Regions from separate parts of the Mus musculus genome. Here region 1 is linked to region 2. The links are chromatin contacts, called in public HiChIP or PLAC-seq maps. All regions are on one chromosome and are shown on one strand. Each heading gives the region's core, a stretch centred on a gene start, on an enhancer-like site or on the middle of the called end of the contact. The rest is flanking DNA. Distances are from core to core; before and after follow the strand shown.

Region 1 (2,905 bases), core at 301-2,800, 73 kb after region 2:
GAATGGGAGGTGCATCTGTTCACAATGCCAGGCAGCGAGCCCACAGGAAGCCAAGACCCCACTACGCTAACAGAACCAGGCTGGAAGTGGCTCCCACGGGCACTGGGCAGATGGACAGGATGAAGGAATCTCTCTGGGGAAGTTGGCAGTCTGATCTTACCTTCAATGGGCACCACAGATGGCTCCTTAATCGATGGAGAAATGGCTCGCTTCTCTGCAACTGCGGCTTCAGCCAGACGTCCCAGGGCGCTCAGTGGGGGAGTGGAGGACAGTTTGGGGCGCTTAGTGAGGCCGGTCAGCGCAGAGGTCCCAGACAGAGAAGCTGAAGCATCTCTCTTGCGCTCTGAGGGTAGCCCAGAAGGGGCTGGCTTCAGCAGGGTGGACGTTGTCTTTGATTCACTGGCCTGACCCTTGGACCCCAGAGCAATAAAGTCCCCAGGGGGAGGGTGCCCTGCAGAGGAACAGAAAACCCACACCTGTGATACCCAATCTCAGAGTGGGCCCCCAAGAGACAAAAGTAAAGCCTGAGGTTGTCCAACCACCCTGGCAGAGCAAGCGATGGCTGACGCTGATCCAGTGCTGACTAGAAACTAAGCCATCTGTAACTCATAAGCACTGTCTACTTAATTCTCACCGGGCTTCTTCAAAAGTTATGACCCTCGTTTTACAAATAAAGACACAGAAGTTAGGCAGGGGACTGGTGGCACATGCCTTTAATCCCAGCACTTGGGAGGCAGAGGCAGGAGGATTTCTGAGTTCAAGGCCAGCCTGGTCTACAGAGTGAGTTCCAGGTCAGCCAGGGCTACACAGAGAAACCCTGTCTCGAAAAAACCAAAACAAAACAAGACAAAACAAAATAGACAGAAGTTAAGTAATGTGCCAGTGTCACACAGTTAGCAAGAAGAAACTTTAGGACCCCAGTCTAGATTATCCGGCTTCAGAGACTGTGATTCTGGTCCAGGTACCCTGTCCTTGCCAGATGCTCAGCAGGACAAGGATGCCCTTGTCCTTTAGGAGCCCCTCAGGACAGCAATGTATGCAGGAAGCCTGGGTTGGATGACCGTTGTCCTGCTGTGTTGGATGCCCACGCTCTCCCAACAGTCCCAAGTTAACTATGTCCCGTAGGAACCCCTTCAGTGGCCATGCCGGCCTTCATGGAACCCATTCATTGACCGTCTCGAGGTCGCCGCGCGCAGGGACGCACCTGAGGGCTTGGCGGCCGCGCTGGGTCTCCGTACGGTGGTGGGCTTGGCTCGATTCATCCTCCCCGCGGCCCGGGCGCCCCTAGAGGAAGCGCCTTCACCTGGGAGGAGGCGGCGGGAGTCACTCGCTCGCTCAGTCATTCATCCCTCGCACCGGGGCCACTGGACCGAGTGCCCAGGGCCGCCTACCGGGGTCACAGAAAGGGGCCAAGTGCGGCACACACGCGGCCGACTGCGGAGACGGATGTCACCGCAGGGAGCGGACTTCACCTGGGTGCAAAGGCCCCTCACCTCCGGTGCAGCACTCTGCAGACCCGAGACACGGGCGCTCCGGAAGTGCAAACTGATCTGCGAGCCTTCCGAGCGCTGATTTCTCACATAACCGGAAGTAAAACAAACCCGAAGGCGAGGAAGAGAGGAGAGAGGCAGGCAGAGCCTACTAGTGTTTGCACCGCCCTCTGGCGGCCGGAGGCTGGATGGACCTATGCCTGTCTGAAAGCTGGGCTTGTTGGGCATAAACTGTTCCCTCTTACGGTTTTGGAGCTAAATCTGATCCTAGCTCAAGAAGTCAAAATCCAGCCGGTCGGTGGTGGCGCACGCCTTTAATCCCAGCATTTGGGAAGCAGAGGCAGGCGGATTTCTGAGTTCGAGGACAGCCAGGGCTATACAGAGAAACCCTTTCTCAAAAAACAACAACAACAAAAAAGTCAAAATCCTACTTTCATATTGATACATGCTCTAAAATGTTGAAGGCCTCTGTCAATGGCCTCTGGATTCACCTGATTTGGGTACCTCTGTCAATGGCCTCTGGATTCACCTGATTTGGGTACCTCCCTCTCCATGGAGACCTCTACATGGAGCTATCAGGATAGGTACTGCAGGTCTCCTCTAAGGAAGTCCCAGATAGATTGTCCAGCTGCTGGGACAAAGACAAAATTCCAGACATGGTCCCGAGACCATGTTTGTGTGTGTGTACATGTATGTGTGTATACATATATATGTATGTGTGTTTATGTATGTGTGTGAATGTCTGAGTGTATCTATACACATATAGACAGACAGATAGACATTCCAAGGTCATAGAATTAGGATTGGGAGCCCAAGACCCTCAAGCGCCCTTAATGGATTGTCCCCATGATGGCCAGCCTCCTTGGTGCCAGCAAGCCCAGAGCTATATAGTAAACATTTGTGGGCTGAATAAAGGATGTGTTTGAACATTGTGGCACAAAGGGAGCTTCAGGCAGAGAGCTGGTTTTCAGCCCCAGGAGCGCACCTCCCATACCTGTCAGTGCCTGCAGTTCAGGGTCTTTCTTACTGTGATGCCAGGGCTACAATAACAGTATGTCAGGGTAAGCAGGATGGGTCAGTAGGTGAAAGAGCTTGCTGAGCCAACTCTACAAATTTGTCCTCTGACTTACACGTGTGCTGTGGTGTGCATGGCTGTACATTCACATCATGCACACTCATACCCACAATAACAATAGATAAAATTTAGATTTTAAAAAGGGATGAGTTGTCACAGTGTGGTCACACACACCTTTAATCCCAGCACTCAGGAGGCAGAGGCAGGTGAATCTCCGTGAGTTCCAGGACAGCTGGAGCCACATAGACAGACTCTGACCCAAAACAAAAGCAAAATCAAACAAAATGGCGGGGAGTCTGTTTACTCCAGTAGATCCTAACCCAGTGACAGTGGAACCCAG
Region 2 (2,908 bases), core at 85-2,584:
TGGCAAGTGGCAGGACTGGACTCCTGTCCCTTGGCTACCCAAGTCCTGGAAGGGAGAAGAGTCTCCAGGGAGATGGGAAGTGAACACAGAGTTCTTGTTCACCTCCCAGTGCAGATGGAATGTATCGGGGCTCTGAGGTCCTAAGTGCACCCCATGCAGTCAGGACGGAGTCACTCTAGAAAGGGAAACAGGTAATTGAGCACACACACACCAGCCCTGGGCTCCAGGTATGGTCCCCAGTTCTGAGATGCTCTCAGGGAGTCCTCAGGGAACCCTGTGTCACTTCTCTTACTCTCCACTAACCCCATTTTGGAACCAGGGTGCAACTTCAAGGTCCCTACTTCATGCAAGATGGTGCATGGTAGAGCTCGGCCAAAGTCTGTCGCTGTACCAGTGGACACTGGCTGCACTGATGTCCCCTGATGCTTGAAAAGCAGCTATGGCTCAAGACACAGGTCTTCCTCATTCTTTCATTTATTCGTAAAGAAAATACCAGAGGACCTTTGGCGGCCATTGCTGGATTGCCGCCGCCAGAATGAAATTCAATCCCTTCGTGACTTTTGACTGAAGCAAGAACCACAAACGCACTTCAACGCACCATCTCAATTCGGAGGAAGATCATACCTTCCCCTCTTTCCAAAGAGCTGAGACGGAAGGATGACGAAGTTCAGGTTGTCCGGGGACACTACAAAGGCCGGCGGATGGCAAGGTGGTCCAAGTGTACAGGAAGCACGCCACCCACATAGAACGAGTGCAGTGGGGAAAGGCTAACGGCACAACTCTCCCTGTGGGCATCCACCCCGGTAAGCTAGGGATCACCAGGCTAACGCTGGACATGGACCGCAAGATCGTGGAGAGGAAAGCCAAGTCCTGACAAGGAGGACAAAGAAGGGCAAATCGAGGATGAAACAAGAAGGTGCAGGAGCAGACACACTCCATAGGCAGCTTTCATTGTAGACTGCTTAAGTAAAAAGAAAAGAAAATACCAGAGGAGCCCCTATGGTGTGTGAAACACTCTTCAGGCACATTGGATCCACAGTGGGAGAGAAATGATCCTCCCCTACCCCCAAGACCTCAAGGTCCTCCACCTTAGATATCAGGAGACAGAGCTCCATCCAAACACTTCTCAGGACCCACTGCGAGAACACAAAGGCAGAATTACCCGGAGGCCCGGAAGTAGGGAGCCAGTTGTGAGGAAGGCAGCAAGCAAGCACGTGTGATGCACACACACACACACACACACACACACACACACACACACACCGCCGCCCCAGTCCCAGTCCCAGGAGCCTGGGAGTCGGAGAGGAAGTGAGAAGTACTGCAGGAAGATAAAGCCTGGGTGAAGACAGGGTCATGCCCCTGTGCCCGGAAAGAGTGTGTCACTCCATATCTCAGCTTCATCCCCTCCCGCCCCCTTCTTTCTACTACAGACACTAGAGCCCACAGCCAGTCCTTCCCAGCTGCTCCCCAAAGCCCAGAGCGTCTCTCAGTGCTCAAGGCTGAAGACTAGTGTGGACATGAGTGTTGGGAGCACGGCTCCTCCCCTAAGAACTCCCATATTTAACCCCATTCAAGAAGAGGAAGAATGCTACACAGGCCTGGGTCTGATCCGGGGCCATCTATAGGTTATCAAACACCAAGCACTGCTGGCAATCCCACAGCTACATCTGGGGTCTATGGAGAGCAGCCCAAATAACAGGTGGAGGACCAGTGTCCTGGCCCCTCTTCCATATACATAACCTGCTAGGTAACCATCTATGGGAATGAAGCAGCCACCACCACCACGACACAGCCCAGGAGCTCAAAGAGCCATCCATCCCTGGGTTCCAGCCTCCAACCTGCAGCTGACCTGCTGTGTGGCTTCCAAGAACTGCGGAGCCTCTCTGAGCCTCTAAGATCACCATATCTATATAGCAGAATGGTTCCTGGCACCTCCGAGCAGCCCTAGCCCTGGTGTGTGCCAGTCTGCCTGCCCCTGGTGGTCAAGGTGCTGAACTGCAATGGTTGGTTAAGACTGGGGAAGGGGGAGGGGCATCTAGATTGGCCCAAGCCCCTCTAACTTTTGTGTCCTTAATACATGAGAGGTCCTAGAGTGCCAAGGCCACACTGCTTCAGGTTACTACCACTGTGATGAAACACCATGATCAAAGCAACATGAGGAGGAAAGGCTTGGCTTACATTTCCACACCCATAGTCCATCACTGCTGTTAAGACAGGAGCACAAGAAGAGCAGGGACCTGGGGGCAGGAGCTGATGCAGAGGCCATGGAGGGGTGCTATTTACCGGCTTGCTTCCCCTGGCTTGCTCAGCCTGCTTTCCTATAGAACCCAGGACCACAAGCCTAGGGATGGGACCACCCACAGTTGGCTGCCCCACCCCCAATCAATCACTAAAAAAAGCCTACAGCCAGGTGGTGGTGGCACGCATCTTTAATTTTAGCACTTGGGAGGCAGAGGCAGAGAAATCAGAGTTTGAAGCCAGTCTGGTCTACAGAGTAAATTTCAGGGACAGCCAGGACTATATTTGGCTACCCTGGAACTTACTTTGTAGGCCAGGCAACTTGCTTCCCAAGTGCTGGGATTAAAGGTGTGCCCCACCATGCACGCGTGGGGACATTTTCTCAGTTGAGGTTCCCTCCTCTCAGGTGACTTTAGCTTAGGTCAAGCTTGGGCCATAAAACCATCCAGCACAACTGACCAACTTGTCACACAAACACATCACTGTAAAGCCACACCCTTCTCTCTCTTGTTCATCCCCAAGATCACACACTGATAGAAACATCACAATATAATCACTTTACAAATGAAAAAGGGCCCACAGTCTTACAAATTCAAACCCTTTTTTTTTTAAAAAAAAATCAATCTCTTTTTAAAAAAAAAAGTTCCAGTCTCTTTTATAAGTCCAAAGT

What was found. HiChIP or PLAC-seq counts read pairs in DNA pulled down with a chosen protein or histone mark.
Region 1: an H3K4me3 HiChIP or PLAC-seq map of bone marrow-derived macrophages shows a contact between it and region 2, with 2.7 times the contacts expected there. The contact joins the promoter of Ints1 here to the enhancer-like site in region 2. A contact is called at or near these places in 11 of 39 promoter capture datasets (the 3T3-L1 cell line, 3T3-L1-derived adipocytes, the HPC-7 cell line and 8 more), 4 of 484 Hi-C or Micro-C datasets (LSK cells, Sertoli cells, bone marrow-derived macrophages and 1 more), 2 of 115 datasets of contacts at active chromatin or transcription factors (bone marrow-derived macrophages and embryonic stem cells) and 5 of 9 other capture datasets (adipose tissue, embryonic stem cells, liver and 2 more).

What each region holds. Positions count from the first base shown.
Region 1 is chr5:139,774,128-139,777,032 of GRCm38.p6, forward strand. It overlaps Ints1 (integrator complex subunit 1), which reads right to left and starts at 1,551. Exons shown (of 47, transcript NM_026748.2): 1 at 1,205-1,551; 2 at 161-451. The coding sequence starts at 1,343.
Region 2 is chr5:139,701,112-139,704,019 of GRCm38.p6, forward strand. No RefSeq gene overlaps it. Among named protein-coding and RNA genes, the nearest start is that of Gm46926, 33 kb to the left of the region's middle. Within about 2 kb of position 1,335, at least 25 of the 459 cell types and tissues checked have an H3K27ac peak or open chromatin away from gene starts, as enhancers often do. A contact at or near this core is called in the HPC-7 cell line, bone marrow-derived macrophages and liver, where this site is marked.